Regions from separate parts of the Mus musculus genome. Here regions 2, 3, 4, 5 and 6 are each linked to region 1. The links are chromatin contacts, called in public HiChIP or PLAC-seq and promoter capture Hi-C maps. All regions are on one chromosome and are shown on one strand. The core of a region is the stretch at or near the end of the contact, and the rest is flanking DNA. Distances in the headings are between cores, read along the strand shown. Region 1 holds the start of Ring1 (ring finger protein 1). Region 2 holds the start of Ier3 (immediate early response 3). Region 3 holds the start of Prrc2a (proline-rich coiled-coil 2A). Region 4 holds the start of A930015D03Rik (RIKEN cDNA A930015D03 gene). Region 5 holds the start of Msh5 (mutS homolog 5). Region 6 holds the start of Ly6g6d (lymphocyte antigen 6 complex, locus G6D).

What was found. Promoter capture Hi-C pulls out the DNA fragments that hold promoters and counts their contacts. HiChIP or PLAC-seq counts read pairs in DNA pulled down with a chosen protein or histone mark. Capture Hi-C pulls out chosen DNA fragments and counts their contacts.
Region 2: a contact with region 1 is called in a promoter capture Hi-C map of adipose tissue, with 3 times the contacts expected there. The contact joins the promoter of Ier3 here to the promoter of Ring1 in region 1. A contact is called at or near these places in 3 of 39 promoter capture datasets (cranial neural crest, hippocampal neurons and liver), 1 of 484 Hi-C or Micro-C datasets (B cells), 4 of 115 datasets of contacts at active chromatin or transcription factors (astrocytes, embryonic stem cells, forebrain and 1 more) and 2 of 9 other capture datasets (adipose tissue and liver).
Region 3: a contact with region 1 is called in a promoter capture Hi-C map of liver, with 2.8 times the contacts expected there. The contact joins the promoter of Prrc2a here to the promoter of Ring1 in region 1. A contact is called at or near these places in 6 of 39 promoter capture datasets (the 3T3-L1 cell line, hippocampal neurons, liver and 2 more), 1 of 484 Hi-C or Micro-C datasets (cerebellum) and 6 of 115 datasets of contacts at active chromatin or transcription factors (astrocytes, craniofacial prominence, differentiating embryonic stem cells and 3 more).
Region 4: a FOXA1 HiChIP or PLAC-seq map of pancreatic cancer cells shows a contact between it and region 1. The contact joins the promoter of A930015D03Rik here to the promoter of Ring1 in region 1. A contact is called at or near these places in 1 of 39 promoter capture datasets (cranial neural crest) and 2 of 115 datasets of contacts at active chromatin or transcription factors (microglia and pancreatic cancer cells).
Region 5: a contact with region 1 is called in a FOXA1 HiChIP or PLAC-seq map of pancreatic cancer cells. The contact joins the promoter of Msh5 here to the promoter of Ring1 in region 1. A contact is called at or near these places in 2 of 39 promoter capture datasets (liver and pre-B cells), 2 of 484 Hi-C or Micro-C datasets (both in embryonic stem cells), 8 of 115 datasets of contacts at active chromatin or transcription factors (astrocytes, craniofacial prominence, embryonic stem cells and 4 more) and 1 of 9 other capture datasets (pancreatic islet).
Region 6: a contact with region 1 is called in a promoter capture Hi-C map of adipose tissue. The contact joins the promoter of Ly6g6d here to the promoter of Ring1 in region 1. A contact is called at or near these places in 5 of 39 promoter capture datasets (the C10 cell line, cranial neural crest, hippocampal neurons and 2 more), 1 of 484 Hi-C or Micro-C datasets (B cells), 3 of 115 datasets of contacts at active chromatin or transcription factors (embryonic forebrain, large pre-B cells and pancreatic cancer cells) and 2 of 9 other capture datasets (adipose tissue and pancreatic islet).

What each region holds. Positions count from the first base shown.
Region 1 is chr17:34,022,132-34,026,009 of GRCm38.p6, reverse strand. It overlaps Ring1 (ring finger protein 1), which reads left to right and starts at 1,330. Exons shown (of 7, transcript NM_009066.3): 1 at 1,330-1,500; 2 at 1,592-1,721; 3 at 2,557-2,717; 4 at 2,816-3,031; 5 at 3,325-3,714. The coding sequence starts at 1,644. Mir219a-1 (microRNA 219a-1) reads left to right here and starts at 918; the gene lies at 918-1,027. Mir219c (microRNA 219c) reads right to left here and starts at 998; the gene lies at 939-998.
Region 2 is chr17:35,819,167-35,823,253 of GRCm38.p6, reverse strand. Ier3 (immediate early response 3) reads right to left here and starts at 1,541. Exons shown (of 2, transcript NM_133662.2): 1 at 1,326-1,541; 2 at 343-1,216. The coding sequence starts at 1,535. The coding sequence ends at 944.
Region 3 is chr17:35,162,441-35,166,145 of GRCm38.p6, reverse strand. Prrc2a (proline-rich coiled-coil 2A) reads left to right here and starts at 1,269. Exons shown (of 31, transcript NM_020027.3): 1 at 1,269-1,411; 2 at 3,100-3,274. The coding sequence starts at 3,163. It overlaps Gm23442 (a small nucleolar RNA gene), which reads left to right and starts at 3,450; the gene lies at 3,450-3,583.
Region 4 is chr17:35,993,239-35,997,326 of GRCm38.p6, reverse strand. A930015D03Rik (RIKEN cDNA A930015D03 gene) reads right to left here and starts at 2,823. Exons shown (of 2, transcript NR_015618.2): 1 at 2,767-2,823.
Region 5 is chr17:35,044,452-35,048,100 of GRCm38.p6, reverse strand. Msh5 (mutS homolog 5) reads left to right here and starts at 1,356. Exons shown (of 25, transcript NM_001146215.2): 1 at 1,356-1,401; 2 at 1,714-1,870; 3 at 2,048-2,171; 4 at 2,727-2,807; 5 at 2,925-2,987. The coding sequence starts at 1,727.
Region 6 is chr17:35,079,354-35,083,221 of GRCm38.p6, reverse strand. Ly6g6d (lymphocyte antigen 6 complex, locus G6D) reads left to right here and starts at 1,983. Exons shown (of 5, transcript NM_001371028.1): 1 at 1,983-2,162; 2 at 2,309-2,375; 3 at 2,516-2,743. The coding sequence starts at 2,725. Ly6g6f (lymphocyte antigen 6 complex, locus G6F) reads left to right here. Exons shown (of 6, transcript NM_001163192.1): 2 at 1-47; 3 at 131-394; 4 at 2,001-2,162; 5 at 2,309-2,375; 6 at 2,516-2,684. The coding sequence ends at 2,540.

The DNA.
Region 1 (3,878 bases), core at 81-2,580:
GCCCTCAGACCCTTCCCCACCTCCCCCTCTCTCCCCTTTCCAGGGATTGTTCCCTTTCACTGCCTGGTCTCCCAGGGCAACCCCCGCCGCCGGGTGTGAGAGGAAAGAGTGTATGTCACTGTGTATGCGTGACACTCTGGGTCTTTTCAGAGGGAGGGGATTCTGCCCCCACCCCCTCTCATTGGTTCTGCAGCACCAGTCACCCACCCCCATTCCCCGAGTTCCTTATGGACCCCAAGGGTGATTTGTTCTTGGCCCCATCCTGGTGTCCAGTCTGGCCTTGGAAGGGGGTCTTGGAACAGGTGGCCCTCCCCCACCCCTCCTTTCTCTTTTCCCCTCCCTTCTCTCCACCTTACAATAGCTGCAGCCGGCCTGGGGTCGGATGGGGGGGATTAGGGGAGGGGGCCAGGATTAGGGGAATGGACTAGCCGATGAAAGGGGCTGGAGGAGAGCAGAAGGAGGGGGCTGGGAGGAGGAGGAAGGGGAGGGGGTCCTTGCTAATCGACTCTGGTGCCCACATAAGGACTGGCCACGGACTGAAGGAGAGAACAGGGAAGTAGGGGGTAACTGGGTTGGGGGGCGAGGGGACCCACTGCTAACTTGTCCCAGAGATAGGACACCCCCTGGCAGCCGCTGCACAGGCTGGCGGGGGGGACGAATACCCATCACGGTCTCTTCCTCTGTGCCCCTTATTCCCGACTCTGAACCGGCTCTCAACCGGTATGGCCCTGCTCCTTCTCCTTCTCTCTCCTTCTCGTCCGCTTCCTTCACTCCGAGTCCCGGAGTGGCTTTGCCTACTTTCCCACGCCAGACATTCACTCGTGTGCTCCCCGACTCCCCCCAGGGGCCCGCCCCATCTGGTGTCCCCGCTTCCGCGCGGCGTCTCTATCCCCGGTGCCTCCGATGCGCTTCTCTCCCCGTCCCGGGCCGCGGCTCCTGATTGTCCAAACGCAATTCTCGAGTCTCTGGCTCCGGCCGAGAGTTGCGTCTGGACGTCCCGAGCCGCCGCCCCCAAACCTCGAGGGGGAGAGGCCGGGCGGAGCGCGGGACGGTCCCCGGACACCCGGGACCCCGCCGCAGCCCTAGGATCTCAGGGCGCGCACCCAGCAGCAGAGGTGCAGCTGCGGCCGGCTTTCCGGGGTTCTCAGGCCCGGCTTGAGAGAAGTTGGGGATCAGCGCCACGGAGGGGATCCTCCGCCCTCGGGCTCTCCACATGCACCAGCACCCACCGGGCCGGCTCACCGCGCGCCCGGCGGGGGAGGGGGAACCCGGTTCCACGGCGCGCGTGGCGCGCGAGGGCGGTGACGTCTCCGTCGCGGGGTGGGATACAGGGAGGGCGGAAGTGACGTCGAGCCTCGGCGCCCAGGCCATGGCGGCGGTGGCGGTGGCAGCAAGGGTTGCGGCGTGAGTGGCAGCTGCGGACCGAGCGGACCAGGGCAGCGGAGCCCCGGGGTTCCTGGGGAGAGGCCCGCAGCAGGGCAGCGCGAAGGCCGGAGCTGGGTGAGGGGCCGCGGGGCGCACGCCCAGGGTCAGGGGGCGGGGTCTGCAGAGGGGCGGCCCCGACAGCGTCTCCCCCCACCCCCTTCCGCAGACCTCTCTCAGCGGAGCCCCGCTTGGAGGGGGAGGGTCTGTGCCCCGTCACCATGACGACGCCGGCGAATGCACAGAATGCCAGCAAAACGTGGGAACTGAGTCTCTATGAGCTGCACCGGACCCCGCAGGTGACAGGGATCTTCCAGCCCCAGCTTACCCCCTCCCACCAGCCCTCTCCCTCCCTGCCACACTACTCTTGGCCCGACTCTGTCTTTGAATCACCTTTTATCTTCTCAAAGCACTAAAACACCTACCTCATTTGATCCGATTTAACCCCTCAAAGTGGCCATGGCAGCGAGGTACAGCAGATATCACCGTTTTAATTGAAGCACGGTAAACAGAACTTACCGTCCCGGCCCTGTCCCATCTCAACAGCCACATGTCAATGTACACATATATATATTCATCCTGCGAGCTTAAATATAATTCCCTCTCCAGTTTTCTGACTCACGTGCGCTGGGACGACATCGGAATCTGTTTGACAGACACCCTGAACTTCTAGTCTAGGTAGTCTTGCTCTTTAGAGTTTTAAGAAAGCCTGTTGAGGCCGGATGTGATGGCGAAGGCCTTTAACCCCAGCACTCCTGAAGCCAGGACAGGTGGATCTCTTAAGTTTGAGGTCAGCCTGCTTAGAGGCCTGCCAGGAATACATGCATATGGAGACCCTGTCTTGAAAACAGCAAACAAAAAATGAAGAAGTCTTGTAGCATAAATATCCTCCAACCCATAGATCTGTGCCATTCCCAGCCCTAGTCCTCTCAACAAACCCTGGCCTTTCTGTTTCAAAACTCCTTGTAAATGGGCCCTCATCCCTTCTGTTCTGGTAATCTCCAAGTCATTGGTCTCCTCCATCCCAGAATTCCCATCAGTTTGGTCAGCATGGCTGTCCAGGTTCTTACCTTTCTCAAAGCTTGCCTCTAAAGTCCCCTTCCCCCAACCCACTGCCACCTTCTGATGACCCAGGAAGCCATCATGGATGGTACAGAGATTGCGGTTTCGCCTCGGTCACTGCATTCTGAGCTCATGTGTCCCATCTGCCTGGACATGCTGAAGAACACAATGACCACCAAGGAGTGCCTGCATAGGTTCTGCTCGGACTGCATCGTCACCGCCCTGCGGAGCGGGTAACAGGAGGGACATGTTTGCCATGGGGCCAGGCGGGTCAGCCTGGGCATCCATGATGGGAGTTGGCCCTACAGAGCTCCCTTCCTCCCACACCCAGGAACAAGGAGTGCCCTACCTGCCGGAAAAAGCTGGTATCCAAGCGGTCCCTACGGCCGGACCCCAACTTCGACGCCCTGATCTCCAAAATCTACCCTAGCCGGGAGGAATACGAGGCCCATCAGGACCGGGTGCTCATCCGCCTCAGCCGCCTGCACAACCAGCAGGCGCTGAGCTCCAGTATCGAGGAAGGGCTCCGGATGCAGGCCATGCACAGGTGTGGAGAACCAGAGACCTTGTTACCCATGGGTCTTGTCTGGAGTACGGGCCTGATAGTCTGCATTCGAGCTGCCAGGTGGCGACCGTGCAGCTGACGTTGGGATTTGAGGGAAGTGTCTGTTCTCAAACAAGCTAACCTCTGCCAGCCCTCTTTAGGCCTGTGTCTCCAGCCATCAGATAGAAGCAGGAAGCCTCACTAGTAGGGCCACGGCCTGGGGGGGGCTCCCCCTGAAGTTTAACACTAAGGGCTTGAATCCTGCTCTTTATAACCTGGAGTGTTTGTTTCTGCAGGGCCCAGCGTGTGAGGCGGCCGATGCCTGGATCTGATCAGACCGCCACAATGAGTGGGGGGGAAGGAGAACCTGGGGAGGGAGAAGGGGATGGAGAGGATGTAAGCTCTGACTCCGCCCCAGACTCTGCTCCAGGCCCTGCTCCCAAGCGACCCCGCGGAGCGGGTGCAGGGGCCAGCAGTGTAGGGACAGGGGGTGGGGCTGCTGGTGGGGCTTGCGGGGGTGCCGGTTCTGAAGACTCTGGTGACCGGGGCGGCACCCTGGGAGGGGGAACCCTGGGGCCCCCAAGCCCTCCTGGGGCCCCCAGCCCTCCAGAGCCCGGTGGAGAGATTGAGCTTGTGTTCCGGCCCCATCCCCTGCTTGTGGAGAAAGGAGAGTACTGCCAGACTCGGTGAGGAGCCCTGCCTTTGCAAAGCCAGACCACCTGGAAACTCGAGCTCAGAAATCTGTGTCAGAAGGGGGCTTCGGGCCTGGGGTGTAGTTCAGTCAGTAGGGTGTCTGTCAAGCATGCATACATGAGTCCCTGAGTTTGCTCCCCAGCAACATATAAGCCAA
Region 2 (4,087 bases), core at 292-2,791, 1.8 Mb before region 1:
ATGCCAGACATTCTCCCCCCCACCAACAACCAACCCCCCCCCCCCCCCGCTCGAAGCATTGGCGTGGAAGCTCCGCCCCCAACCGAGGCCACGCCCTTCCACTCTGGTTCCTGAATACCCGCCGCCTGCCATGAGTAAGCAGGTTGCCACACCACTCTCTAACTGGGAAAACCGCACACCCAGCAATGTATGACTGCATCCGGTGACCGGATATAGGTCTGTAACTCCAAGAAAGAGTTCAGGACCCAAGAAAGGGTGAGGACTGGGCACCTAGTCACATCCTCCCGCCACTCCCCCCTCCCCCCCGCTTGAATGATACACTTCGAGAACTGCAGATAATAATGACAGGCAAATCAAGTTTATTCGTGTTCACAGAACATACATACTAGGCGACCCCAGACAGCCGCCCTCTGACAATCCATGGACCCAAGACTCCTGCAGCTGCCCCTGAGAAGCAACCAGAAGACATCAAAGGCCGGATTCCCAAGGGTCTTCCAAAGCCTTACAACAGACTACAGAGTTGAAGTGCTGGAAGACGGAGTGTTACCCCTAATCTTATTACACCCCCCCCAGACTAATCCCCAAGCTGGGAGTCCTACCACCCGGGTCCTCCCTCCCACAACTCTGTCTTACCGACCCTATAAATCGTAATAAATATCTGTGTTACAGCAGGGAGGCATATCTCGCACCCCTGCATAAGTTAGAATAAATATTACATACACCCCTCCTTCACCTAGGAGGATATACATAAATACATAAATATTAATTAGACACGGAGAAAGTCTCTGTCCGTCCCCAGTGGGCCTAGCCAGGACCCGCGGTGTCTCTTGGCGGTAGTGTTCTGAGTTAGCGTTGCCTTAGAAATCCCAGTTTGGGATACGTTCTCTCGCACCAGGTACCCATCCATGGTGCCTTTGTTTCTTCGGACTGTGACCCATCGCGTTTAGAAGGCCGCCGGATGTTGCTGGAGAAAAGCTTTAAGATCCAGCGCATAGTCCGAGGACTCCGAGGTCAGGTTCAAAGGCTCGAGGACCGGGGGCGCAGTAATGGGCGCAGAAATGGGCTCAGGTGTCACGGCGCTGGTAGCATCCTCCGGAGCCAGGGGCTGCGACACACCCTCTTCAGCCATCAAAATCTGGCAGAAGATGATGGCGAACAGGAGAAAGAGGACCCTCTTGGCAATGTTGGGTTCCTCGGTTGGTAGCTGGCGCCGGACCTGAGCAGATAAAAGAGGGAAACGTCAGATCGAAGGTCCCTGCGCCTAGTTGTTACCTACAAGTTCCAGGGCGACGCGACCTCCTGATGCCCACTCGGGCGATACTCACCACTCGAGGGTAGAGCACCCTTCGGCTGCGTTTTCGGTGCCCGCGAGAAGTGTTCAAACGCGCGGTGGACACCACGGCCCGCTCCGGGAGAGGGTCGAAGGTGAAAATTTCGGGACCAGAGCCCCGCCGGAGTTCCGGGCCGGTGGAGGGAGCTGGAGAAGGGGCCCTCAGGCCAGTCATGGTGTGGAGATGGTTGCGCGAGTGGCACATAATTTAGACGTTGTGCAGAGAGTGTAGAGGAGTGCAAATCCCCCGCAAAGCAGAGCTACTTATAGAGCCAAAGAAGGGGCCGGGCCGGGGGGAACTCCGCCCTTCGCAGCTGGGGAGCAGTTGGCTGCAAGGGGCTGGAAATTCCAAGGAGGAAGCAAAATGTAGGCGGAGCCTTGATTGGTTATTCTCTAGGTGCCCCAGTGCACGTTCTTTCCTGGGAGTAGTGAATGCTTGTGGGTAAAAACATTGGGAGTAAGCTCACGTCCGGACATGAGGTAGCTAGAGAGGGGCTCTCAGACACGTAGCAGATGGTCCAGCCACCCTCCTTAGTGAAGTCCAGCAAGATCAAGGGACCACAGAAAACACATTCACGTACTTACTTGGAGGTATGCGCAGGAAACAGGAGGGAAGTCATTGCACAAACTTCCAAGAAGATAAAGAACACACTAGAACCCACAGACCGGGCTCTGCCTGCCTCCGTTCACGTGAAAACCATACACACATCACAGAGATTTCAACAGAGCACACGGACACAAAACTGCAATGGTTACTTAGGGACACTCCCGAGACGCTATTCAAAGGGATAGAGGGAAGACAGGAAGTCCGAAGCTCCTGCCTTTGCCCCATACTAGGTGGGTCACAAAATAAGTGAAGTTTCTAAAATTATGAGACTTTGTGCCCGTCGTCAATAGCACCATTAGGAACCCACGGGATCCCCGTAATGCTTGAGAGACCGCTTTCCCTGAACACAGAAGTCAACATTTCTGAGCACCTCTAACAGTCCGAGTGAAAGTGTGGTGGAAACTACCCATCACAACATGAAACTTCAGCCCTCTTCCCAGCCTGCCAAGCGGAGGCAGGAAGACACAGCAAAGCAAGCTCCAGTTTCAAACGACAAACAAACAAACAAACCAAAACCATAACATAGAAGGGGGGGGGGGGGAGACACTGGTGGCACAGTTCTTAAGAACACTGCTGCTTTTGCAGAGGACCTGGAATCAGTTTCCAGAACTCAAGTGGCATCTCGCATCCAGTCCCAGGAGATCTGATGCCCTTTTCCCTTTTTGATCTCTGTAGGCATCTACATGCATGTGGTACACATACATACTCAAAGACAAAAGACTCATATGCATAAAGTAAAAATGAGACATATCGCTGGGCGTGGTGGTGCATGCCTTTAATCCCAGCACTTGTGAGGCAGAGGCAGGTGGATTTCTGAGTTTGAGGCCAGCCTGGTCTACAGAGTGAGTTCCAGGACAGCCAGGGCTATACAGAGAAACCCTGTCTCGAAAAACTAAAAAAGAAAAAAAAGAAAAAAAAAAGAGAGAGAGAGTAAGAGAGATATCTTAAAACAAACAATTTGGGTGAGATGGCTCAGTCTGATGTCCTGAGTTTGATCCCTGGGATCCACGTGGTCAAAGAAGATAACTAATTCTTAGAAAGTCACCCTCTGACTCCCATACGTGGTCACATATGCCCACACATACACACTCCCGAATAAGCAATTGAATTATATATGAATATATGTGCACTCTTGAGAGCTCCGAGCTCAGTTCCATGAGAGGAAAGCAAGCCAGGTAAATCTGTCACTTTGGTCTGAAAGATTTTATCCCCTGGACTTAGGAGGGAACCATGACCAGACTCTTCTGATGGGGACCCTGAGGAGTTAGTGTTCACATCTGACTCATAGTAAGGGAGGCTTCAGTCAGGGGTGACATTTGAGATGACCCGTTAGGTGGGATATGACACATGCAGATGTAAAGGGTGACTGTAAAAAAAGAAAAAAGAAAAAAAAGAAAAAAATCAGCAGAGGCTCAAAGCTGGAAAAGTACAGGATTGATTTGGGGGAATCTCAAGAAAAGCCACCTCACAGTAAGTTTCCTGTGTAGGAGTCATGGAAAGTGCTAACAGTGGGATGGTGGGAGAGGAGCTGGGCAGAGAGGAGAGCTCACCAGACAGGCTGAAAACCCACGTTTGACCCCAGATCATAGAGCACAGGCCAGGAATAAGAGCAGTCTAAACTGGAAGCTGCCTGGGATGAGGACCATGCCCCCGAGGGGAAGAATATGAGGGGCAACAAGCTACTGTAGGGACCTCGGGCAGGGACTAACAGCAACCTGACTGAAATGAGGCTCCAGGACTAGCATGAGATCACTTGATTTAGGTAATCCATTGAGTGTCATTGGAGAAAGGACATTCAGGGGCTCCAGGGCTCTGGGCTGTACCTGGGTCGGAACTTTATCTCATGTGAGCCTGGTGAGTATATATGATTTTCCCCATCATTCAGTCAGACGCTGTGGTTCACACACCCTGTCCTTCATAGAACCCAGCACAGGGCCTTGCAAGCAGTTCTTGCTCAATCATCCTTAAAAACGTGTGTGTGTGTGTGTGTGTGTGTGTGTGTGTGTGTGTGTACATGCATATATGTGCACCCCACATGTGCAAGGACCAAAAGAGCCATAAGAAGGTGCTGGAACCCCTGGAACAGGATTTACAGGTGGGGTATAAGCTGCCTGATTTGGGTGCTAAGAACCAAATTAGGGCCTTTGCAG
Region 3 (3,705 bases), core at 20-2,519, 1.1 Mb before region 1:
ATATGTAGATATGCATACAAATAAAATAAAAACAAATAAATGTTTCTAGAGTTAGGAAAATGGCTCAGCGGATGAAATGCTTGCTAACAAGCATGAGGACCTAAGTTTGGACCTCCTGTACTCATGTCCAGGCTGGGCAGATCACTCCTGTCTGTAACTTCAGCACCGGGATGCAGAGATAGAAAGATCTCAAGCTCTTTGGCCAGTCCATATGGAATCTGAGCTCAGCCATCCAAGTATCAAGATTCACTGAAAGATGAAAAGAATGTCTCAAAAAATAAAGTGTTTGCGCGAGCCCTCTGGACGTCAACCTCTGGTTTGTAAAGGCCAGTGAGCACCCACCAATATACATAAAAATTCACAGGAAAATGTTGAGTAAGTGTAAGTGTGGTGAGAGGCAAAGATTTCTACAGTCAAGTACTAAGAAACAAAGAGGGGAAGTAGTACGACCTTTAAAGCTGAAACTCATTGTTGAAGGAACATTAATTATAAAAACAGTTTTTAAAACTATTGAGCATAAAAATTAAATGTCAAATATCCGCCGTAGTTAGTCGCTGCTAAAATTTGGAAGAGTAGGTCATTCCTTGCCTTTGTTCAAATTGTTTGCATATATTATGCAAATACCCAGAACCATTCGAAGAACGCCTACTCGAAGAAAGTCAATGATACACTCCTCTGGACCCTTTGATTGGCTTGCCTATCCACTTCATTTGCATGACGTGATTTGATAACTGGAAAGCCCCGCCTCCCTGACGCGTTTACCTCTCACGAATGGACACCAGACCTGAAATTCTTCCAGGGTCTATGTAACTCCGCCCTCGACTAACTAATCCCTTCCATTCGTCGCAGTTCTTTCCGTCTTCTCCGCTGAGAGTGACCGGGGCCTAGCATCCCTTCCCTGCGTGTCTCTCGGCTCCCAGCCGTCCGCGGACCAACTACGCATGCGCATCCTTTTTCTCCCACCATCCGTCGTGTAAATTCTGCGCCCCAACGGCCTCGCATTCCGCCCGGTCTACGCGTCTCAACTGCCGACGCCAAGACGTCTCCCTAGCCAACCGGCGTCCTAGCGTCTGTAAGTCCCTCCCCTTTATGCAAATATCCTCCACACACTGCCTTTATTTTTTTAAAGTAGGGACAGCCCTGAAGAGCGGAGGGGTCGGAGAGTAAGGGCTCCGCCCCCTATGCAAATAAGGGGGCGTGCCCAGCCGCGGAGGGAGGCGGGAGGTGGGGGGTGTTCCCGGGGGCGGCGGTTGCCCGGATGGGCCGTTAGTCGGAGCCCAGCCGCGGAGTGAGCGAGGGAGACGGGAGGAGCCGAGCGCGGCGCCATCCGCCGCCATCCGCCCCCGCCCCGCCGCCATCCGCCCCGGGAAGCCTTTGAGCCCGGGTCCCGGACCCCCACGCACCCGGCTAGGTGAGTCTGGGCGAGCTGGGCGCTGACGCCCTTTCCGGCGCGGGGCGGCGGCAGCGGCGGCGGCGGGCCGGGGGAGAAGCTGCCATCAGCCGCCGCCATCTTGTCCTCCTGCCGCCGGCCTGCCCCTCCCCCTCGGCCTGCGCCGGCCGCTCCCAGGCCGCTGTGGAGGGCTGGGGGCGGCCGCGGCCCAGCAGCCTGCTCCTCAGGGCACGACCGCGCTCCAGGCCGCGGTTCCTGCTCGCGTCGCGCCCTCGGCCCCTCGGCCGGCCCGGGGCCCCTCCGCCGCCTGTAGACCTACCCTTTGAGGGGCTCTTGGTGTTTCTGGAGCCCTTGCTGCCACCCGGCGCTATGGCTCCCGGTCTTTCTTGGTCTTTGCGTCGAGTCACTCTGGTTCTGGAGCCCCGCTTTCGGCCAGCATCTTCGCCTTTCTGCGTCCCCCAAGCCTCTGCGTTCCCTTTTCCCCCCATGGCCCTATCTCCTCCTCTTCCCTCTTTTCTTCTGAGCTCCCCTGACACTGCCCCTTGTCAGCCTTCCTCAGCCGTTCCTGCTTCCCTCCCTGCTTTCTGCTTGATTCTCTCTTTAGCAGTTGAAATCTGTCTGCTCTACGGTTTTTCTGCTTTCTCCCCCTTTCATGGTAGATTTCAGATTGCCTTCCTTAAGTGCCTAGAGAGCAACCCCTGTCTTCTTTTCTCTGGCTTGTGGTAAAGTTAGTTCTCTCCCCGATTTTGGCTTTCATCCTAGGCCTGCATGCTTTCTTGCTATCTTCCATCTCTTTTTCACACTGTTCCCACCCACAAATGAATGCCCGGTCACTCGAGGATGGATTCAGATGTAGAGTTTTTCCTGCCTGAGGAGTAAGGGCTGTTAGGGGAACAAATGACTGCTTATGAAGAGACTGGATGAGGATAAAAATGGTAGTTGGTTCTGGGTTTGGCCTCTGCTGCCTGGCCCATGGTTACAGGGTGTTGTCGAGGTAGCTCCGTCATGCTGTGGTTTTCCTCAGTTTTACATGGGGTCCACTAGTTTTTTGTTTTTTTGTTTTTTTCTGCCAGCAGAATTGTTTCCAAGAGCCTGTGTGGGGGCTATGTAAGGAATAGATGGAATATTTTGCATCCAGGGGTTCTGTGGAGCCCCTGTTGTTTAGTAAGGCTTAGTCTGGCACCAGCTCCTGGTCTGAGAGCAAGCTCATAAAAATCCTTAAGCTCCCAGCATACCTTCCTTCAAACCTCCCAGATGGGACTTAAGGCTGCTGGGAATGAAACCTGGGACACAGGGCCCTGGGGCGTGATTAGGGAGCTGGTGTCTAATAGGTTGACAATCTGAAGTTCTTGTACTTGCTCGATAGAGTTGTGTACCTCATTCTGGTTTTCTCTGGGGCTTTGACTTGGTTGTTCAATTTAATCGTATGTCTCTGAAATTATTTTGGAGGAGTGTAAGATTAGTTGCCATTTCTAAATGGCACAAAGGATAGATGGGTAAGATACTAGGTTGCTACTTGGTTTTCTTTGTTGGGATATGTCAGGGGGAAGGGGGCTGTGGAAGCCAAGTGGATGGTGGTTGCTTAAGAGACTGTAGTGTTTTACACAAGCCAGAGAACCAAGTATTTGGGCCCTAAAGAGAATGCAGAGAGCTTCTAAGCTTTTGTCTGAAAGGGGCAGAACCTGAACTGCCTACTGTCTGGCCCACAGGCACCGGCTCGTTTTGGGGGAGGTGCCTGCAGGACCCAACGTACTCAATGAGCTTCCAGCGCAATGTCCGATCGCTCGGGGCCGACTGCCAAGGGGAAGGATGGAAAGAAGTATTCCTCGCTCAACCTGTTTGATACGTATAAGGGCAAGTCCTTAGAGATCCAGAAACCCGCTGGTGAGGGTCCTGTCCTGTAAAGACGTTCCTGATATTTGCAGGCTGAGCATGTGTGGGATATAGGCTTTAGAGCTCTCCAACAAAGGCAACTAACAGACCAGATGAATACTGGAGACCTCTCAGTTTCATCTTCAGTGCTGAAGGGGGTGCTGGGCTTTGGGTGAAACACAGCTTATCCTCCTACAAAGGCGTGTTTTTGGTTCCCTGTCCTTGGACACGTAAGAATCGGAGGCAAAGTAATGTGGTGGATTTGAAAAGGTCTTGGACCAGCTTGCCCCCCGCAGGCTCAGGATCAACCATCCCACAGATGATTATGCTGTATCTCACCTTTCCCAGGAGAGCTTAAGAGATTATTGAGTAATGGAATGGTTTCTGAGAGAAGCCTATAGTGAAAAGATGGTAGGGTTGTCTAAACGGGATTTGTTGACGGG
Region 4 (4,088 bases), core at 1,574-4,073, 2.0 Mb before region 1:
GGCCAGATTCATGCTTCACTCTTGGCAGGTGAGTAAGACGAAGCCTGCCTGCCCTGTCTTCGTGACTGGCTGGGCCAGGGTCACCTAGCCTTCCTGCCAATATGCAACCTCCTGTCAGATGCTGCCCTCTAGTGACCTTTTGGGGAACTGATCGTAGAATCTCCATCTTCTCGGTCTTTCTAGACAGCCGCCTAGAACTGTCAGCCTAAACCACAGACAAGGCCTGCTTGCATCCCCTAGTGGTGCAAAACGGTGCAACACGTATCGGGGATCCCATCACTCGATCCAGCAGCAGCTTGGTCGCTCTCCAGCCACAGAACACATAAGGGTACTGGGAAGAGGTGATGGGGAGGGGAGGAGAGGAGAATGAGAGCAGAACCCTGCTACTCTTTTTTTTTTTTTTTTTTTTTGGTTTTTCGAGACAGGGTTTCTCTGTATAGCCCTGGCTGTCCTGGAACTCACTTTGTAGACCAGGCTGGCCTCGAACTCAGAGATCCACCTGCCTCTGCCTCCCGAGTGCTGGGATTAAAGGCGTGCGCCACCACGCCCGGCCCTGCTACTCTTTAGTGTAGCAATCTCCTTCCAAAACGCCCCGTTCTACTCTGAAAAATCCTTTCATCTACATTCATTATTGGCCTAGAAGCAATGAGAGCTGATGGAGGTAGGTCCAGAAGAAGACAGCCACTCGTTATGAAGCAAGATGCTATTAAACAGTTGATGTGTCTAGGAAGGTGTTTCCTGAGAAAGGAGGGGGGAGGGGAAGGGGGCCGGGGGCAGTAGCAGACTCAGGATCTCCACTAGTATCCTTAGCATATTTAATGGGCACTGCCAGACCACCACTACTATACTGAGAAGCCAGGGCTAGCTAGCTCTCAGCTCAGAAGCCATAAAAGGTATAAGAGGCTTTCTGTCTGCCCTTTGCATTGGGTACCTGTCAGAAGCAGTTAGTTAGGACATACCAAACTCTCTGTAATCACACTAACCAAGGACCCCAGCACGTGATTTGTCTCTCAAGGCCTTACACTTCTCCGTCAATTCTTAGCCACCTCTGTTAATAGTCTTGTTATTAACAAGATAGTCAATAACAACCACTCAGTAGGCCTCTGAGACCTTAGCACAAGTGACTCCATGATGGAAGTGCCATTCAGGATGTAAAACTCAGCACCAAGACAGTATCCCCCGGACAAAATGAAAACAAAGACTTAATCCATCAAAGTCTGTAGTTCTGGGGAAATGTCTAAATGTACTAACATTGCTGTCTGCTTCTGGATAACTGTTCTTGTTAACTCAAGTATGTCAACCCAGAACATGGTTTTTGGTGTTTAAAAGTTCACTCGGGGGGGGGGGGTATGGGGGACCTTTGGGATAGCATTGAAAATGTAAACGAGGAAAATACCTAATAAAAAAAAAACAATAAAAAAAAAGTTCACTCAGAGAAAGACTCGGGGACACTGGGAGCCTGGACACTCAGTGTCACCCCCAGCCAGCTACTAAAGACTTTCTAGTGGCTTAAACCCATGTCTGAGCAATCTTCTCGGGCGGATAATACCATCTGTATTTTCCCTGCTGTGTACGGACATGCTATGAACTACCAGCACCAAATTTCAACTCAGCAAGAATGTGATCTGGGCTAGCAACTTTCATTAAACAATGTTTCCTGTGACCACCCAGGATCCAATGTATGAATATTTTTGCCTGCATGCAGCCACCAGTGCTGGACACTGAACCTGGGTCCTCTGGAAGAGCAGCCGGTGCTCTTACCTGCTGAGCCCTCTCTCCAGCCCTGCTTATTAGACTTCTAACACATCAAGAACTTCATTTCAACCAGACATGGTGGCGAATGCCTTTAATCCTAGCGTTCAATAGGCAAAGGCAGACAGAGTCCAGGCCAGACCCTACTACATAGCAAGACCGCCCCCCCCCCAGTCCCCCCCCCTCCAAAAAAAAAAAAAACCAATATCGAGTTCTCTGAGTAACTGGCTTAATCTCTTCCATGGCTCATTCATCCTGACCTCACAGAAATCCACCTCCTGAATGCTGGCATTAAAGGAGTGAGACACCGTGCCTACCACCATTCCCTTTATAAGGTGTGAAGAGTGGAGACCAGAGGACAACTGTATCTTTCCTAACACAGCCTCCATTTTTTTTTCCTCTAAGACTCACTACTTAGGCTACTGCGGTTCACCGAGTAGTCCCGAGTAGTCCCGGGGATCGGCCTGTCTTCCTCCCAGCTGGGTTTTCATAACAAGCCACCACGCTCACATTTTTAAAGCGATTTCCGATGATCAACCTCGGAGGTCCTGTGCTACAAAGCAAGCTCTTTACCGATTAAGCAACCTCCGCGGCCCTAAACAATGTGTTTTAACACACCACGTTATATATTTCAAACGTGTGCAATTTTTGTCACTTACACCTAAATAAATAAAGCTGGGGAAATTAAAATCTAATGAGGGCCGGGCATGGTGGTGCAGGTCTTTATTTCCAGCACTCCGTAGGCCTAGGCAGATAGATCTGGGTTCGAGGCCAGCCTAGTCAACAGATCGAGCTCCAGGAAAGTCAGGGCTACACAGAGAAAACCTGTCCTGAAATGAATGAATAAATCTACTAAGTAAGCTTAGTTGAGCCGAGAAAATTAAAATGAAAAATACTATAGTAGGCGCTTCAAGTTGCGAAGGCTTGACGATTGTACGCTTTTCTAGATTTGATAACCGACATTTCTGACCAAAACAAACAAACAGCGACTTTAAAAGGTTTTCGTGGGCTTACCGTTTGAGGAAGAGACATGGCGAAACCGGTCTGCGACGCCGGACTAGACGCAAAGCCAAGCCCACGGGCGAAACACATCCGTCTTCTTCACCCGTTGGGTGGGACTTCCGCTATCAAGGCTCCACCTTCTTAAAGGTTCCCCAAAAACCGCTAGCAGCTGGGGACCGACCGTTCAAACACTTGAACCTATGGGGGACCATTTCACCCAAAGAATGGACTGTCAGATGGTATTAGAAATTATCTCGAGCTGGCCGTGGTGGCACACACCTTTAATCCTAACACTCGGCACTAGGCAGGCAGGTTGGTGTCTGAGTTCGAGGCCAGCCTGGTCTACAGAGTGAATTCCAAGACAGCCAGGGCTACACAGAGAAACCCTGTCTCAAAAAATAAAACCAAATAAATAAATAAATAAATAAATAAATAAATAAATAAATAAATAAATAAATAAATAAATAAATGACTTTTTCCAACCATTGAAATCTGCTACGAGTAGAAGAACGAAGCTAAACGGTTTCAAAACAGCAGCAACGCAATAGCTCTAAGATAATTTTTATTTGTGGTATGAGATAAGGTCTTGTTATTTAGCCCAGGATAGCCTATCTGTTCACAGCAATCCTCTTGTCTCAGCCTGAAAAGCTGGGGTTAAAGGGGTGCACCACAGCCCAGCTCCATCGAACGTCGCGCGACGTCAGGGTTTCCTCTGCGCAGCCATGACGCATCTTGACCAGCAGGTGGCACTGCGGAGTCGCAGGTGCGGTGGACCGACCCTTTACCCAAGGCTGTGGGGATCTTGAGTTCCAAGTGTTTTTCCTGCTGTTGCAGCTACTCATTACTTACTACCTACTGATACATAATATTTCAACATAAAGATGAGCTGTAGCCGCACAGCTATCTGAACGTCACCACCAGTTATAGGCTGTTGTGAGCTGCTGGGTGTGAATGCTAGAAACCCTGGAAGAGAATCAAGTGCTCCTAAATTGCTGAGCCTTCTCTCCACCCCATAGCCAAATTACTTGACAATTACATCCTTATTCCAATGCCTGCACCTCTATCCGCTATATGGGGCCTTCAAGCTCATCTCTTCAATGGGTCCACTGCACCACAATGTTCAATGCCACCCTGACCCTGCCCACCCCCCACCCCCAACCCAATTACCTTCAACCTCCATCGTCTTCCTCTGGGCCTTCTCTCCTCCCTCCCCTTTACATTCCTGGTTTTCTCTAACTGGCTTACTCCTCTTCCCAGACAAGAAGTAAGACGCCTGCAAATTCTCCTCTCTTCCTACACAGGTTCTCAGCTTACACTACACTCTGAAGATGACC
Region 5 (3,649 bases), core at 107-2,606, 1.0 Mb before region 1:
TTCCAGGCTGCTCTGTCCTGGGATCACCCAGCAGTGCTCCTGGATTTGAAGCCAGGACTGCATTAAAAAAAAAAAAAATGTAGACTGCCATCTTATCTCTGAGCTCCCACTTCTTCTTTCTCCAGCTCTTCTTTTCTTCTGCTGCCTTCTCTTCCTGGGTCTGATCCCTTCCTCTTCTTGGTAAACCAGTCCCTAATCTCTTCATACCCCAGAATGGAAGGTGTGTCCCTCTCTGCCACTCCCCAGAGCTGTCACCAATAACCTCTTCCAGGTTTCCATAACTCCATTGCTCAATAATTTGCCAAGAGTAACCATTAACCCAGCCCTTAGACCTGCTCCCCTTTGGAGATGATTTTTCCAGTCGCTGATCAGCAGAGCCAGGTCACCTCATGCCATTTCTGAACCTCAGGCAGGATCTTAGTTTAGTGTAGCTAGGACAGTTTTTAAAAAATTATGTGGTGTGTGAGTGTGAGTGTGAGTGTGTGTGTACAAGCAGCACAGGTATGGAGGACAGAGGACAATCTGGGTACAAAATTGAAGGTACTTTTACCTGCTAAGCCAGCACTGAAGTTTTTGTTTGTTTGTTTATTGTTTTGTAAAGTATGGTTTTTTTTCTTTCCCTCAGAAACTCCTTCCTTCTCCTTCTTTCCCATCCAGATGGATCATCAGTCAGAGATACCCTGTGTCCTTAGGGGTGAGAGGACTGTAGTATGGTTGTATGTGTTCTAATTAGGTCTACTTTCAGAATTTAGTGTCTTTCAGATACTTATACTTCCTCTTCAGGGGTTCCAAAATAATCAAGCCCCGTGTTGCTCCTGTGGTTGGTGATCATCTCCTGCAATCAGGAAACAGGCAAAGTAGGTCTGAAACAGGAGTTAGTTCTTACTTCCACTTATTTATTTAAAACACTCATGTAGCGCTTACTTTGTTTGCTGGGCACTGTTCTGAGTTTTTTATAAATATTAACTTAGTGGGTACAAATATTAACGGAGTTGTTGCTGTTGGCACAGGTTGAATTAATGTTGCTTCTCTCCACTCTTCAGGAAGGAGGAAGACTGCCTCTGGCCCTTTAAGGTCGGCCTCCGGGCTCTGGCCTTCTCCACCGTGGCCCAGACCCTTTTTCCAGGCGGGGACCTTAGTTTAGGGCGGGCTCCGCCCAACATCAATCAAAGCTCTGCGACACGGCTGCTTAGCAACGGCAGAGGGCGGGAATTTTGAACACTCTAGCACCGCCCCCAATGCAAACGGACCAATCGACATCTAGCGTCCTCACCGCCTTCCCGTTGGATGGCTAAGCAGACCCTTTCAGCCACTAAGGGGGCGGGGCGAGCGCGCGCGGCCCACGCCTACAGGCTGCAGGCTTGCGGCGGTTGGTCAGGGAGGTGGATCGTCGCGGCTGAGGTGACGGAAAAGGCGGGAAAGTGCTGCGAATTGGCGGCTCCAGTGGGGTGGGGGTGGGGGAGGGGGTGGGGGTGGGTCAGGAGAGCGCGCTGCGGCTGTAAGGGCGTGGGTGGCGGGAGAGACTTGACGTGACAGCGCGCTCCGTCAGAGCTTCCAAAGCACGGCTTCGAGTGACAGGAATGAGGGTGGGACAGTAGCTCGGAGCTGCTCCCAACCTAAAGGGGCAGCCCCCGCGCCTGTCCCCTGAAAGCCCGCGCACCAGCCGCCTGCTGAATGCTGCTTTTGGACCTCCTTCCCCTCCCATGTCCTCAGAGTCGCCGAGCCCATGGCTTTCAGAGCGACCCCAGGCCGGACGCCGCCGGGACCCGGACCCAGATCCGGAATCCCCTCAGCCAGCTTCCCCAGCCCTCAGCCCCCAATGGCGGGGCCTGGAGGTATCGAGGAAGAGGACGAGGAGGAGCCCGCCGAGGTGTCCGCGGAGTTGGGAGGGCTGGGAGAGGCTGAGCCGACCCCGTTTCACGTTGACTAAACTCCCCATGAGTGCCTATCTCCGAGATTTGGTTAAATGATTAATAATAAGGGATGACCAATCCATGCCCTTCCGAGGGATTCAGATATCGATCCCCTTTCCTTCCTCGCGGGACAGATCCATCTGTGCGTGCTGTGGAGCTCGGGATACCTGGGCATTGCTTACTATGACACTAGTGACTCCACTATCCACTTCATGCCAGATGCCCCAGACCACGAGAGCCTAAAGCTTCTCCAGAGAGGTGCGACAGAGCCCTGCATTCCTCTCCTCTGGGGTGGGACGTGTGTTCACTCATACATCCTCATGTAGTTTATAGTCACCTGATTTAGGAATTACTTATTCAACACAACTTTATTAGGTACCTACTGTATGTGAAATGCTACAGATTTTGTCCCTGGCAAACCATGATTTTAGTGATAGTTTCCAGGACACTCTTGTTCCTTCCCACCGTGCCTTTACTAAGTCTCCTCCACTGCGCTCCCAGTGTGCAGACCATCCCTTACAGACATAAAATAACTTTAGTTTGGTTTTGGTTTTTTTTTGAGACAGGGTCTCACTATGTACTATGTGGCTCTGGTTTATCCTGAAACCTATTGTGTAGATCAGGCAGATTTTGATTTCATGGAGATTCCCCTGCCTCCCAAGGGCTGGGGTCAAAGGCATGTGTCACCATGCCTGGCTAAGATGATAAATTCTTGAGGAGAACAGACAGTGGCAGGAAGAGAGCCACCACTTTCCTCTTAGTCACAGTGGAGATATCCTTCGACTCATCAGGCACCTTCCTTCTCTCTTCAAGTTCTGGATGAAATCAACCCCCAGTCTGTTGTCACAAGTGCCAAACAGGATGAGGCTATGACTCGATTTCTAGGGAAGCTTGGTAAGGATTGCATAGAGAAGGGGAAATGGAAATAGACTACTAAATCTTTGGCTGGGAGGGAGCATGGGACAATGACAGGCCTGAACTGTACAAGACTGTGGCCTCTTGCCTCCACAGCCTCCGAGGAGCACAGAGAGCCAAAGGGACCTGAAATCATACTTCTGCCAAGCGTGGATTTTGGTAGCTCCTTCCTTTTATGTTACCAGCCCCCATCCCAGGGCCTCTGTCCTTTCTCTGAAAGGAGCTCCTATTATCAGAAACCTTGCCTCATGTACTCTTATCTGGAAGCTGCTTCCCACACCCCATCATGAGTCTCCCCGAGATCTCTCCTGCACCTTTACTATCTTTAGTACAACTTACTGAGAAACTATGGGGTTAGGTATGTGAGGAATGGGGGAGTGGAAGAAAATGGAGAGATGATACTCTTAAAAACAGTTTTGAACGTTGGAGCCAAAGTCCTTTGTTGCATTAAAAAGGAAACGGCACTGTTTCTGGGAACCATGGTCCATAAGGCACTCCCTACTTTGCAAACTTCCAGGTTTGCAAAAAGGACAGGAAATACAGGAAATGGGCAGTATTAGTATTAGTTCCATATATATCCACAATCCCTGCCATCTTGACCTTTTGCCTCCTGAGTCACTTGTCTCTCTCAGGTTGTGCTTATAGCCAGACATCTACATTACATAAAGAACCGAAAGAATGAGACTACATCTGTATGTTTTGATTCTTTCTTTAGCTTTCCTTAACCACCTCTATGGCCTTGGACAAGCCATATGGTCAGATTTGTTCTTATTGTTAAACTGGGGCAAGAGAATGGACCTATGAGACCTTTCACTCCCCAT
Region 6 (3,868 bases), core at 734-3,233, 1.1 Mb before region 1:
CCACAAGTACCAGAACTGGAGGGTGTATGACGTCTCTGTGCTTAAAGGTGAGGTGGGTCTGAAGACCTCTCTGGATACTGGAGATCAGGAAAAACACACAAGAGACTGAGGAGCCTCTCTCTCCTGCCAGGATCCCAGTTCTCTGTGAAGTCTCCAGATGGCCCCTCTTGCGCTGCCCTCCTGTGCTCTGTGGTCCCTGCCAGGCGTCTGGACTCTGTGACCTGGCTAGAGGGAAGGAATACCGTGAGAGGACATGCTCAGTACTTCTGGGGAGAAGGGGCTGCCCTGCTCTTGGTGTGTCCCACAGAGGGGCTTCCTGAGACCAGGGCCCGTAGGCCAAGGAATATCCGCTGCCTTTTGCCTCAGAACAAAAGATTCAGCTTTAGCCTGGCAGGTAAAATCAGGGAGGGAATGGGGAAAGGAATTCTCTCCAACCCCTCTCTCAAAGTTGGGAAAGAGGACAAATAATCACACCAGTAACTAGGGGGTAACTTTCCTAGAGGGGAAGGCTTCCCCATCTCCCTCATTGACCACATCTATCACAAAGAATAGTCGCTTAAACCAACTTCCTAGTTTTCCAAACCAGAAAGGTGTGGTGGCACATGCCTTTAATCCCAGCACTTGGGAGGCAGAGGTAGGTGGATTTCTGAGTTCGAGGCCAGCCTGGTCTACAGAGTGAGTTCCTGGACAGCCAGGACTATACAGAGAAACCCTGTTTCAAAAAACCAAAAAAAAAAAAAAAAAAAAAAAAAAAGGAAGGAAAGAAAAAAGAAAGAGGTTAATCTAGGGGTGAAGAGAGAGCTCAGCCAAGTAAAAATGCTTGTAATACAAACATGAGAATCCGAGTTTGAACTCAGGAGACACGACACACACACACACACACACACACACACACACACACACACACAAAGCGCCAATCATGATGATGCAGACTTATAGTCCCAACACTAGAGAGTCGAGGCGGACGGGCCCCAGGGCTCTCGAGCCAGCCAGCCTGGCCTGCTTTATGAACTCCAGGCCAGTATCTACCTCCAAAAATAAGGTGGATATCTCCTGAGGAAAAACACTGGCAGTTGTCTGCTAGCCACCACGCTCACGTGAACACACACACACACATACACACACACACACACACACAGGCACATGCTCGCACACACACAAGAAAGAAATAGGCTGGGCACGGTGGCACATCCCTGTTAGCACATGGGAATTAGAAGGAGGATAAAAAGTTTGAGGACAGCCTTGGCTATATAGTGCGTTCAAAGCCAGCCTGCATTACATGTGACCCTGCTTCTCTAAAAATAAGTAAAATCACCAAAAGAAAAGAAATAGGCCTGTGCCTATAATCCTAGCTCTCAGGAGACAGAGGCAGTCAATAGTGTGAGTTCAAGGCCAGCCTGGTCTACATAGCCAATTTTAGGCCAACCAGGGATATAGAGAGAGGTCTAGTCCCCTCACTCTCCCTACCTCCACCAAAAAAAGACAAGAAATAGACCAGAATACGAGCCAAGCATAGTGGTACACACCTTCAGTCCCAGAACTTGGAAGGCTGACACAGAAGTTCAAGGCCAGTCTGGACTCCAGGAGACCCTGTCTCAAGAACAAATGGAGGAAAGACACAGACAGATCTATTCTATGTGGATTTTTCTATGGCAGAGAGGAAATACATAGGGATTTCTGGGGTGCTGACTTCCAAAGAAGGGGTCACATATACTGCGGTATAATGGCCTATTGATAGGGAAGGTTGAAGCAGAAAGCTTATAATTGTTAGACAAAATAAAAGGCCATTATATTGAGAATGAACGCTACCAGATGGAGAATAACCCATTTATCAGTCAGAGAGAGGAGCAAACGGCCATTGTTCTCCGCAAGGCCTAGGGGATGAGGAATGCATAAGGAACTGGAGAAATGCAAACTCATTTTCCATGTGTGTGATTTGCATGTGTGCATGCATATTTGCATGTGTGGGGGCACTGCCTGTCATTCTTCTGCTGTTACAGCAGCTTCCGCGGAACCCTCCCCTACTGTTTGTGCCACTCTCCCGAGCTGGGACGTGCCCTGGATACTGGTGCTGTTGTTCACAGCAGGCCAAGGGGTCACCATCATAGCCCTCAGCATAGTGCTCTGGAGGCGGCGGAGGGCCCAGGGGTCTCGGGACAGAGGTGAGTCTTTTCCCAGAGAGGTAACTTGGGTGTGAAGTAAAGGGTTAGGCTCACATCTAGACCCTGTCTGCTCTAGGGGAGGGGAGGCAGGGAATAGACCCCTGAATTATCTGGTGACTTCACATCACATGGCTCCCTTTCCCCAGAACCCTCAGTTCCTCATTTCAAGCCTGAAGTCCAGGTCTATGAGAACATCCACTTGGCCCGCCTTAGGTAAGTAGCCTTAAATCCCAGAGGGGCTGAGCATGGGAGATTGTTGCCTGGAACCTGGGGTTGGATTGCAGATGGGGATCCTGGTTCCTGAGAAAGTCCAGGAGCTTTAACACAGCCTTTTGCTTTTGCAAACTCTATAGCCCACCTAACCACAAGACCAGGTGATCCTGGAGATATCTGCGTGGAAAAGCCTGACCCACAGTCCTGTGTCTCTAGCCACTGGCACCTGAAGGATTCCCTGGAACTTTGGCCAAGGGGTGGCTGAGGGTGTGACTCGTACTGGGCTTCCAAGAGCCACCAAGCTGGAGGGGCCAGGGACAACATAAGGAAGCAGTAACATCGTTCTGTGATGTCACCTACAAAAAAAGGTGTGGTCTCCTGTCTCAAAGCAGCCAGCACATCAGTGTGACTCCGAGTGAGGAGGGAGGATTATGGGGTCTGGATCTGTTGGCAGGAGGGACAGGCGAGCCCAGAGACATGAGAAGTGGTGGGGCATCTGTCATCTGTGTGTGGGGTGGAATGAGGGAGAGAGATGTCGACAGACCCAGATGCAGAGTCTGGAAAAAAGCAGCCGTAAATGGCAGATGTGGGAGACAGAGAAAACAGAAGACTTAACAGGCTTCCGAGTAAATCTGACGTCCCCTCCCCGTGTTCTTCGCACAAAGAGAAGCTGAGAGGGAACAAGACCTCTTTAGTCAGGCCCCAGTCTTCTTCCTCTTATGGAAAGGCAGAAACCAAGCCCAAATGGGAATGCCTGTCCTCAGCCCCACTGGGGCGCTGTCCTTATCCAGCACACACGCTCCTCTGACATGATCCTCTGTGGTTCTCTATCAGCACGAGCGAGCGGCTTATCATTTCTGACTCACTGTGAGCTCTGACCCTCGAACCAACCAGTCTCTTGCTATCTCCCTGGGTAGCGGAAGCATACCCAAGGGTTGGCAGATACATCCCAAGTGGAGTGAGTACCTCCAGGCTGTCCGAACAGAGGAAGTGAAAGAGGGTGTCGATGCTCCCAACAAAACCAATCTCTAGCCTCCAGAAAGAAACCCAGCTGGGATCCAGACCACACCCCCTCACCACACACACACACACACACACACACACACACACACACACACACACACACACGCACGCACACCCGTCACAAGCCGCTTGGCCAGGTGCCCCTTTTGACTCTTCCTTCAAGCTTGGCTCTCAAAGGAGAGAGCAGGCTTCTTGGATCTTGCCTGCAGCCTTCAACCTGCAGCAGTTGAAGCCCAGGTGTTGGCAGGGAAGAGGATGACAGCCACACAGGTGGAAACCGGGGTTGGGGAGCACCATGAGGGTCAAGTGTGGCAGCAGCGCAACCAGCCAAGCAGCTATAGTCCATTCGTGTGTGTGTGTGTGTGTGTGTGTGTGTGTGTGTGTGTGTGTGTGTGTGTGTGCGTGTGTACATGTGTGTATGTGTGCATATGTGTGTGTGTGTTGTATACATACAAGTGCACACATGTACA